3 separate regions of the Mus musculus genome follow, and regions 1 and 2 are each linked to region 3. A link is a contact called in public promoter capture Hi-C data. All regions are on one chromosome and are shown on one strand. The core of a region is the stretch at or near the end of the contact, and the rest is flanking DNA. Distances in the headings are between cores, read along the strand shown. Region 1 holds the start of Prkra (protein kinase, interferon inducible double stranded RNA dependent activator). Region 2 holds the start of Rbm45 (RNA binding motif protein 45). Region 3 holds the start of Hoxd8 (homeobox D8).

Region 1 (3,568 bases), core at 283-2,782, 1.9 Mb after region 3:
TTAAAACTTCATTGGTGTGTGACCTTGGGCATGTAGCTTATGAAAAGGTTTTTAAAGTTGCCACTTCATGAATAAAAAGAGGAAACAATTTTATACAAAATACTTATATAGTATTTAGAACTAGAAGCTACTGTGCGCTGCAGCTTGAAGGAATACAGTATGGGAGTCTTCTATGTTTCCCTGATTTTTCATGGACACACACTCAAGCGTGGTAGGTACCAAGAATCCGAAGTTCCAGATGTGTCCATAAAAAGGGAAACTCGGAAAATTCTGACGGCGTGGCTACTAGCCTCTGCGCTGGTAACTTTGTAACTTTGAAAGGCGATAGCACCCACGGACTTGGCTATCGGAGCTCCAAGAATATTTCCAGTTTTTAATTCTTAAGAGGAACTTTAGCCGGCTCCCCAGGTACTGGAAAGTGTGCAGGATGCTGGGAGTGTCTGAGCTTCCTTACATCTTAGCGAGACAGAACTAGGGAGCGAAACAAATGAAGTTGATCCTGGAGTCTCTTGTCTTCAGAGTACACTCCCACAGCCATCTTAATTAAAAGGGCGCTTTTCCTTACTGAAAAGCAACATAGAATCAGGGCCTCCAATCCACATGGTCATGGGGAATTAACTGCATACAGACCTGTGCAAGTTATGTCACCAACGGTTACTCTGAAGGTGAAAGTGGGCACGTGTACTTGCACATCGGATCTTTCACATTCATAAACTGGAATGTTCTTGGTCTTCATGCCGTACTCGTGCAATACCTGAATCGGTGTTTTCCCAGGCTTAGCTGTTATCATCTTGCCCAAACTGCAAAAACCAGAAAAAAACGTAGGCATTGCACGTCAAAGCTGAAAGGGAAGCAAAAGCATCCACTTCTCAGTTTTGACAGTCACAAATGGTGACAAAAAGGTTCTGCAGCTCCCCAGCGGCCAGGATCAGTGGCAAGGCCTGGGCGAGCACCTGTCCCCGGGTGCTGCAGCCCATGGAGGAGAGTGGAGAGGTCTGTACAGAGAACTTGAGAGCGGTGGGAGGGATGCTGAAAGAAATCGGGTGGGCTTGGACTAGGCAGCTAGACACCCGGGTCTGCGCCTCAACACTGATCAAGTCCTCCCGATCGGCTAGCTGCCTAGGGTCACTAGAGGGGCGGGGCGCGCAGCAGACCCCCAGGGCCCGGAGGGCGGGCCCAGCGCCACGCCGGGAGAGGGGGGAGCTTTACCCAGAATGCTGCCCGACAGCCGGCTCCCTGCCCCTGCCCCGCTGCCCACCCGTCTTGGGCCTTGAGGCCTCGACGGCCCGGCGCTGACCTGAAGGTCCCGCTGTCCTCGCGCTGCAGCGGCGGGGCCTCGGCACGATGCCTGCTATGGGACATGGCGAGAAGGGACGGCTGGCCACAGCAATCAAGAGAAGTGTGGATCTGGGTCCTCCCTCTCCACGTCGGCCAGTTCCCGAGAGGAGCGTGCCCGCGCTGCCGCTTGGACGCCCCTCGAATCGCTGCCTGCCTCCCTCCAGCTAAGGGACAGGAGGAGAAGGAAGGAGAGGCGGGGCCTCGGCGCGGAAGAGCCGGCCACACCCCCTCTCTGCCCAGCCTCTCTGCCCCGCCCCTCTCTGCCATGCTCAGCCCCTCGATGTTCTTGCTCCACTTTGCCACAGTGCTCAGCCCTTTCCCGTTCCTCGGGCTCCGCCCTCTCTGCCAAGTTTCTGTCCTTCCCAGCTACCGCCCGCTCTCTAGTTGGGTTCCCAGAGCTTCTCAGAGCCCGGCCCCGCCCCTCCTGCGACCTGGCTCCGCCCTCTCTGCCAGTCCGGGCTCTTCCCAGCCTCTGCAGGCGCCTCCCCCCACCCCCCGTTCCGCTTCCAAAGCTTCTGAGCGCCCGGCCCCGCCCCTCACCCTTCTAGGCCCCGCCTCCATTGCATGTCCCGGCTCTTCCCGGCTCCTGCCTGCACCCCGCTTCGGTTCCCCGAGTTTCCCCTCCCGCCTTTAGTGGTGCAGAGAGCCTCAGTCCTTTGTCCTTAAAGGGAGGTGGCTTCCTTCTCAGCGAGAAAGCTAGTAGTAGGCTACGAGCCTAGCATGTTTGAGGAGCAAGGAAAAAAGATTAAGGGTTGGACTACTTTAAGAAAGATTTAAAAATTCGAATGGTAAATTACTAAGAAAATTGTGGATCTTGGCCCCGAAACTTGAGACCCGAGAGCGTCAGCTAAGGGGCAGCCAGTGGCTTTAAGAGCCCTGGATCCCTGGGCCCGCTGCTGTCTGGCGGGCCCGCTGCTGTCTGGCGGACTCTTGTGACCTGCTTAGGATAGTGGTTTTCATTCTTCCTAATGCTGTGACCCTTTAATTCAGTTCCTCATGTCGTGGTGACAACCCCTTCTCCCCCTCGCCAACTATAATATTATTTCTTGCTACTTCATATCTGTAGTTTTGCTACTATAATGCAACCCCAGGGGACTTGCAACCCACAGGTTTAGAACCTCTGCTTTGGGAACATGTGGGATCCCCAAAGAGATGCTGGAGGTGGAGTGCATAGCAAGGATATTTAGACCAGTTTCCAGGATTGCTCTTCCGGTTGACCTGTGCAATGGAGAGTGATGACGTTAACCTGGAACGCTCCACCTACAGAGTATGTTGTGGGTGTGTTAGCGCTTCAGAGCGTCTTAGAATTTGTGAACTATTTGCACAATGGCTCCTGTGTTTACTTAATGCTCTAGAATTGAATTCTAGAAATATTCTTACTGAGAGACTCCTAAAAGGTTTTTTTGTTTGCTTGTTTGTTTGTTTGTTTGTTTGTTTTTTAATGGAAGTTTTAGGTTGATGTACAAAAGTATTTGGTTCTGTGATGGAAATTTGTTTTGGTTGTATGAGAGCCCAAACACTTGGAAGCAAGGAAAAAATATCCGGAATTGAACCAAATTGAATTCTACTGGGGCTTAGGTTAAGCCTATTCTCGCTTTTATTTCTGTATAATATACACGGGTTACAATCCAATAATGCTATTACACTTATGTGTTAATGAATATCGTATTGTAACAACCACAGAGACACTCAAAATATATCAACCACCTATGGCCAGACAGTATAGGTTTGTTTCTAGAATTTAATTTAATGGATTCACAAAATTTCCTTGAAAATAAGCCAAAACTTTATGTAACTATTTTATAGGTAGAGTAATTGGATAGCAATGAGCAACAAAAAGGAGGTAAAATTCAGCAGGACTCTTATCAGTTGATGTAGTCTGAGCTATTAGTTTCAGAGTTAGAACCTTCCATAGTAGTTTTTAATATGTAATGTAATAGTAACTAAAAAGCCTTCAAGACCCTATAGAGATCTGCACCCAATTGTTTTTCTCTATAGTCTGTGAATTGATATGTGGTACTAAACATATAGTTTCACAAGCATACAAAAATCTGGATGAGAGACATGCCTGTGTTAGGATCTGTACACTGTGAAGCTTCAAAAAGTACTTTTCTGCTGCCAAAATTCACCTGCTGGACTTGTGAAAGAATTCCTCTTGGATGATGGCCACTGCAGATCATATCCAGGCCTAATGTTAGATTAGAGCCCACTTGCACCGTTTGCTGTGAGC
Region 2 (3,504 bases), core at 53-2,552, 1.7 Mb after region 3:
CTGGTTCTGTTACCTGTGCATCTTAACTTTGAGCCTCAGATTTCCTCATCTCTAAAAATAGGGATAAGGATTCCATGGTTGTAAAAGGCTCCTTTCAGCCATCAGACTCTATGGTTTTAACTCTTAGTATTCTATTGCTGCGAAGAGACACCATGACCACGGTAACTCTTATAAAGGAAAGCATTTCACTGGGGCTGGCTTACACTTTCAGAGGTTGAGTCCACCGTCATCATGGCGGGAAGGATAGCAGCAGGCAGAGATAATAGTGCTGGAGAAGCCGCTGGAAGTTCTACCTCCAGGTCCAAAGACAAGAGGGAAAGAAGGCACTGCTACTGAAACTCCCAAAGCTCAACCTCACACTTCCTACAAGGCCACACCCACTCTAACTAGGCCACACCCATCCTAACAAGGCCACGCCAAAACGGTGATGAAGACTGTGTTTTCACCAAAATTTCAGACAAACTCCCCCCAGGTCTTCTGCTTGACTAGATCCAACTTCCAGCTTTCTGTTCTAGGGGAATCTAATTGGAGGACAAATCCTGATAAGTCAGTTTCGCCATAATTCTTATCCTTGATGTCTGACTGCTGTTAATGTCTTTTTTTTTTTTTTTTTTTTTTTTTTTGGTTTTTCGAAACAGGGGTTCTCTGTATAGCCCTGGCTGTCCTGGAACTCACTTTGTAGACCAGGCTGGCCTCAAACTCAGAAATCCACCTGCTGCTGCATCCCAAGTGCTGGGATTAAAGGCGTGCGCCACCACTGCCCGGCTGTTAATGTTTTATTACTTATCAACTTATCACTTATCTACAGCCTAAGTTCTGGGAAGCAGATCTACTGAGAGTCTCTCTTACCCCGCGATCTTCAGTAATTGTCCTTATACTAACTCATATTGTACTGTCCTCCATTTATCTTACTGGAACCAAGTCCAGTCTCTCCCCCTTACTGCAAGACCCCAACGCAATGGTCCTTTGTACCTGTCTCTATGGACCATTTTGAGTGAAGCCTGCCTGCTTTTTGTATATTTTTGGTGTGGTGCTTTTGCTGACCTCAAATTTACTATGTAGCCCAGGAGGCCTCAAATGTAGCAATCTGATTACAGGCTTAGTAGAAGCCAGCTTTGGGAAGGCTTAAGAATCAGGCAGGTGGATCTTTTTAGCCACAGGGCAAAGTGGTTTGCATAAACCCATTCTTGGTTTTCCCTGGGACTGAAGATTTGAGATTGCTGAGTCCACCGTGGCACCAGGGGGCGCTGCAGAATGTTCCCGGAAGCCCGCAGACCTCACTGCGGGACGCACCTGCTTTCCGGCTCTCGGCTCTTCCGGAAGCGGAGCTGCTTACCGGCGTGGGGCGAGACGGGGAGCTGCCGGGAAGCGGCCGGGAAGCGGCCGAGAACCTGCCGGGTGAACAGGGCCTGCAGGGGGGCTGCGCCTGGGTCCCGCGTGGGGCGCCATGGACGACGCCGGCGGCTTGGGAGGCAGCGGAGGATTCCGCCCGGGCGTAGACAGCCTGGATGAGCCGCCCAACAGCCGCATTTTTCTAGTGATCAGCAAGCACACATCCGAATTGGTGCTGAGGGAGCGCTTCTCGCCCTTCGGAGACATCCAGGACATCTGGGTGGTGCGCGACAAGCACACTAAGGAGTCCAAGGGCGTGGCCTTCGTCAAGTTCGCGCGCAGCTCACAGGCCTGCCGGGCAATGGAGGAGATGCACGGACAGTGCCTGGGTCCCAGCGACACCAAGCCCATCAAGGTGCGGGGCTGAGGTGCCTGGTTTAGGGTGTGTGAGGTAGAGATGCCCAGGTTGGGGTGTTTGGGATATGGGTGCCCGGGGTTGAGGGTGCTCGCGAGGGTGACGGCGGTATGGGTTGGGGTCTCTCCCGCCCCTTTGCTGCGCCGGGGATGCTGTGCATCTGGTAGGAGAGGGGTTGGATTCTGCACGCACCGTGAGTGTGCCGAGGATGGCTTGGAGGAGCGGATCCCCGGCCTCTGGCCAAAGGAGCCTCTTACCCTGGGAACAGATTGGGTAGCCACATCCAAGGATAGCACAACTGTGGCTGACCTCGTAAGTCAGTCAACCTCCTGTCCCCGTCTTCCTGTCTATTGTGAAAACTTTTCTGAGCTTCCTCTCTCGAACACTGTAATTACCTTCGCGACTAGAAAATTTAGTTTTAGGGTTTTTTTTCCTCGTGTATTTTACTTTTACAAAGCTTGAAGGATCTCTTAAGTAAAAAAAAAATTACAGCACCATGCCTATAAACAGAAAATTATCAAAGTAAAAGTATTTTGTGACAAGCTATGCTATACTGGAAAGGGGCAAACCTAGAAAACGGTGCAAGGTGTGGGGGAATTCTGGTTTGGGTTTTGTAAGAATACCATTTACGAGTGTTCATGGACTGTGGGCTAGAGTGTCTCCAGCCCCTCTTCTATGCTGCACCTGGGCATGGGGAGGGGAGTTAGAGGGTAGTAGGGGCAGAGAAAGGCAGAGGGAGAGGAGGAGGGGGAGGGAAAGAAGAAGGAGCAGGAGGAAGAAGAAGAAGAGAGAAAGAAAAGGAAGAAGAAAGAAGAGGCCAGCCATGAGCACGTAGAGAAGGGGAAATAAATGGGGGCGGGGGGAGAGCAAGGGAGGAACGGGGTTAAAATTTTTGAGAACAAGGTGTGTGCTAGGTCATTCATGTGCGCTATATAGATACAGTCATTAATCAGGGGACTTTATAAGCTCTTTAGGCTCGAAAATTTAGAAATTTGTGATCTGATGGTATCCCCGCTCTTATTTATCCAAGGTTCCCCTTTTATCTACTATTTGTGTTTTCTTTCGAGTTTCTCTTGTATGTTTCTTTGGCTATTTCATTACCGGTGTGTTGATTAAATTAACTTAGAGTTGCCCATTTCTTCTAATACCGTTGGCAGTGCTTGACATATGGTGGGTATTACTGAAGAAATAACTAAAATAGACCACCTAGGGATATGCCTCTAACTCTGTCTTGTAAGTAGGGTCCTTTGCCTCTATAGCAAGCTGTCTCCTGAGCAAAGGTAAGCTCTCCTTCTCCTGGACCCAGTGTTCTCTTCCACAAAAGTACACAGTGTCGTGGTTTTTATATTCGGTGTCTTTTGAGTTTCTGCCTCCTGCAGTGTTCCGTTTTCCATGGTTTTCTCACACTTCAGTGATACACACTGCCCTCCTTAAAGGAAACACACACACACACAGAGCACCCCTCATGGGTCCTTGTGAATAAGGTGTTCCATATTACCTGAAGGCCTGCCTGGCCTACAGACAGAGTTAAACTGTAGCCAGGGTTATAAAGTAATATGCTTAAGGAATACACAGCGTTATTCTGAAGGCTTTATATGTTTCTTAGGTTTTCATTGCCCAGTCCCGATCATCAGGAAGTCACAGGGATGTTGAAGATGAAGAACTCACGAGAATCTTTGTTATGATACCAAAGTCCTATACAGAAGAAGACCTGCGGGAGAAGTTCAAGGTACTTTTGTGTTATCATCATAGCTCCG
Region 3 (3,565 bases), core at 50-2,549:
ATGATTCCTTCTTCCCACTGGGAACGTTTCTGCCACTCTTCTCTTCACTCTCTCAGCGACACTCATGTCCCCTTCCCACATTCTCTCGCCTCCCCCTCCCTCCCTGTGGCCAACACTGACGTCTATCAAGGGTGAAATGATGGAAACTATATTCATGGGCATGATTTCCATTAAATATCAATTAACCTGGGAGCCTCAACCAGGCATGCAGTGCGTCAAGGGTAAATGTACATCTCATTTCCACAGGGCCTGCTTGGCTGGAAAAAGCAGGACTTTGATTCGCTTTGATAAGGTCAGGATTCGGAGGCTGGATTGTGGCTTTTTAATCAAAACCACTTAGCTAGGCCCAAACAAATGCAAGGACCAATCAATCCGTCAACCTCGCTCGTCCACAGTAAGAAATGCAAAAAGAAAAAGGAAAAAAAAAAAAGCCACAGCCAGTCTCTGCTGGGCAGATCCAGGAGCCTTGCTGGAGGAGAGACCGTCTGCTCCGAGGCCTCCTGGGAGTGACCACCCCGCCTGGCCCAAGGCTAAGGTTCGGCCGCGCCCCCTCTCTGCGGACCCGGGGGGCCCCCCGCGAGCCCTTGGCAGTGCGGCTTTATGGGCCCCCTTTAAGGCTGGCGGAGGCATCCCGGGGCCGGCGTGCGGCGTCCCGTCCGGCGCAGGGGCCGCTTCGCCGCCGGCGGGATCCCTCCGCGCGGTTATCTCGCCCCCCATCTCGCTCCCTCTCCTCGCAGTGGCGGGGCGCGAAAATGCCTCGCCGGCGCGCACCGGGGCGGCAGCCTCGGCGGCGGCGGCGACAGCGCTGGGAGGGGGCGGCGGGGGGGAGGGCTGAGGTGAGAGGTGGCACCGGGCAGAGGGTGTGTTCTCTTTTCGTCTCCCTGCAGAGCGGGGGCTCGGCAGCCCCAGCCTAAGCGTCTCCCCCGTGGGCCGCGCGCACTCTTTTTTTTTTTTTTTTTCCCCTGGTCCGGGTGCGCTAGGGCCGCCTGGAGCCGGAGAGGAAACTGGAGGCCGCGGGGCAGGTCGCCCGGGCGTCCGCGGTTCCACTGCGGCCCAGCAGGCGCGCGCCGGGAGAGGCCCGCGGGGCGGAGGCGGCGGCAGCAGCGCGCGGGGGCGGGCGAGGCCGCGTGGCCCGCGAGGGAGGCGGCGCGAGGCCGAGACGGAGGCGCGAGAGCCAGGCATGAGCGGCCGGCGGCCGGACGGTCGAGCCTGAGCGGGGCGGGGGAAGCGCTCGCCGGGCGACGAGGCCCGGCGGCCCCCGCGGGCTCGAGTGAGCCGCCCCAGAGGCCCCCGCGGCGGCGCGACCGAGCTGAGGCGCGCCCCTTACCGGCTCCGCGCCGCCGGCGGCCGCCGCCCCGATGAGCTCGTACTTCGTGAACCCGCTGTACTCCAAGTACAAGGCGGCGGCCGCGGCGGCGGCGGCGGCTGCGGCGGCCGCGGCGGGCGAGGCCATCAATCCCACTTACTACGACTGTCATTTTGCACCCGAGGTCAGCGGCCGCCACGCCGCCGCCCTGCAGCTCTATGGCAACAGCGCCGCCGGCTTCCCGCACGCGCACCCGCACCCGCACCCGCACCCGTCGCCGCCGCCCGGGTGCGGCGGAGGGGGCGGCCCGGGGCCCGGCCAGGACTACTTCCACGCCGGCGCGGGCAGCCCGACCGCTGCCTACCAGGCCGCCCCACCTCCTCCGCACCCTCCGCCTCCGCCGCCGCCTCCCCCCTGCGGCGGGATTGCCTGTCACGGGGAGCCCGCGAAGTTTTACGGATACGATAACTTACAGAGACAGCCGATTTTTACGACCCAGCAAGAGGCCGAGCTGGTACAATATCCTGACTGTAAATCGTCCAGTGGTAATATTGGCGAGGACCCAGACCACTTAAATCAGAGCTCGTCTCCTTCTCAAATGTTTCCCTGGATGAGACCACAAGGTTGGGATGCGCTATTTTTTTTTTTTTTTTTTTTTTTTTAAGGAGGGGAGAAAGGGAGAAATCTGCTTTCATCTCACGTTCTAGCTTTAAAACTCCCCTGTCCTTTCCCTCTCCCCTTCCTTTTCCTTCTGGTGTAGCCAATGTGGCTCTTGTACAAAAACTAATACAGACTTTTTAAAAGTGTGTAAAGACGGGGGCAGAATAATTGTGAAGAGCTTGTCTCTGCCTCTCTTGCCTCACACCCTATATCTGTATGAGAATTAAAGACCACTGTGTATTTCACCTCTTAAGCCCGTTCCAGAAAACTCCAACAGCATTCAGAGAATCAACCATTAAAAAACAAAAAAACGTTGATTTTCCTCCCCCCCCCCCTTTTTGTTGTTGTTTTTAATCAGCAGCTCCTGGTAGACGGAGAGGAAGACAAACCTACAGTCGCTTCCAAACCCTAGAGTTGGAAAAGGAATTCCTTTTTAACCCTTATCTGACCAGGAAGAGGAGAATCGAGGTCTCCCATACTCTGGCCCTCACGGAGAGACAGGTAAAAATCTGGTTCCAGAACAGGAGAATGAAATGGAAAAAGGAGAACAACAAAGACAAGTTTCCTGCGTCCCGGCCGGAGGCAAAGGATGGAGACCCCAAAAAGGAAGTCTCGGGGCTGGAAGAAGACGGAGCTGAAGGCTGCCCCACAAATTAAACTCTACCTTTACACTTCTACCACAGACTATTAAGACTGATGATCAGTATAAGTATATACTGGTGGACACCACCGGTCCTCCCTCTTGTGTTTTGGAAACGGACTTTACCTGTGTTTCAAGCTACCTTAATGTCACTGCTCTTGAGGTTTCTGCGCTTTGAAAGGGATTTCTGTGTTTTTAAAGAGAATAGTTTGTAGTATCGCATAGAAGCAGTCCTTGAGCTGTCCTATAGAAGGGTAATTTGATACGGACCTTGTGGCTATATTTTTATAATGGTAATTTTTAACGTCTGAGCTGGTGGTTTGCCTCAACAACATAAACTTCCTAATGATCAGCGCTAGATGATTGAATATAAAATGCTTTATTAATCAAACAAGTGCACTTGAACATTTTAAATCTTTATGGTGAGTAAATTAAAAGAAGTTTATTAATAATGTTTTTAAAAATTATGCCTGCAGAATATTTACTTTATTATTTGATTAAATGTATTATTTATATTTTTCTTTCTGCTTTTGTAACGATGGTTCAGGTGTCTTCTGGCTCACTTCCAGGAGGTTTCTTTGAGCATTTTTGTAAATGTTTGTCAGGGAAGAGTCTGGGCCAAATATTGGAAAAGCACATTAGCTGAAGAGTGCAATGTATTGTCCAGGCTGCCGATTCCTTAAACTTGGGAGAGTGTTGTCCAGTGACAGGAGTTTGAGGATAATGTCAAAGTCGACATTTAGTTGGGCTTCTGTAGTCCATACAAATTATGGCCATTGAATAATCTAGAGAATTAATACTTGAAAACTAATTGCAATATTTTCACTAACTATTCATTCTGGCAAGTGGCCTTGCTTTCTTTTTGAACCCTGCTTGTAATGGCCTGGGGTTTCTAGGTCTCGATGCTCTGTGTTTCTGCTTTGTCAAGTAGGTGCCATATTCATTGTATCCTTCTTGCA

Evidence for each region. Promoter capture Hi-C pulls out the DNA fragments that hold promoters and counts their contacts.
Region 1: a promoter capture Hi-C map of pre-B cells shows a contact between it and region 3, with 3 times the contacts expected there. The contact joins the promoter of Prkra here to the promoter of Hoxd8 in region 3. A contact is called at or near these places in 2 of 39 promoter capture datasets (liver and pre-B cells).
Region 2: a promoter capture Hi-C map of pre-B cells shows a contact between it and region 3, with 5 times the contacts expected there. The contact joins the promoter of Rbm45 here to the promoter of Hoxd8 in region 3. A contact is called at or near these places in 2 of 39 promoter capture datasets (liver and pre-B cells).

What each region holds. Positions count from the first base shown.
Region 1 is chr2:76,646,495-76,650,062 of GRCm38.p6, forward strand. It overlaps Prkra (protein kinase, interferon inducible double stranded RNA dependent activator), which reads right to left and starts at 1,533. Exons shown (of 8, transcript NM_011871.3): 1 at 1,298-1,533; 2 at 631-800. The coding sequence starts at 1,362.
Region 2 is chr2:76,368,682-76,372,185 of GRCm38.p6, forward strand. Rbm45 (RNA binding motif protein 45) reads left to right here and starts at 1,303. Exons shown (of 10, transcript NM_153405.2): 1 at 1,303-1,747; 2 at 3,354-3,476. The coding sequence starts at 1,448.
Region 3 is chr2:74,704,190-74,707,754 of GRCm38.p6, forward strand. Hoxd8 (homeobox D8) reads left to right here and starts at 1,300. Exons shown (of 2, transcript NM_008276.3): 1 at 1,300-1,929; 2 at 2,325-3,565. The coding sequence starts at 1,359. The coding sequence ends at 2,623. All of the region lies in intron 1 of Gm38462 (predicted gene, 38462), which reads right to left.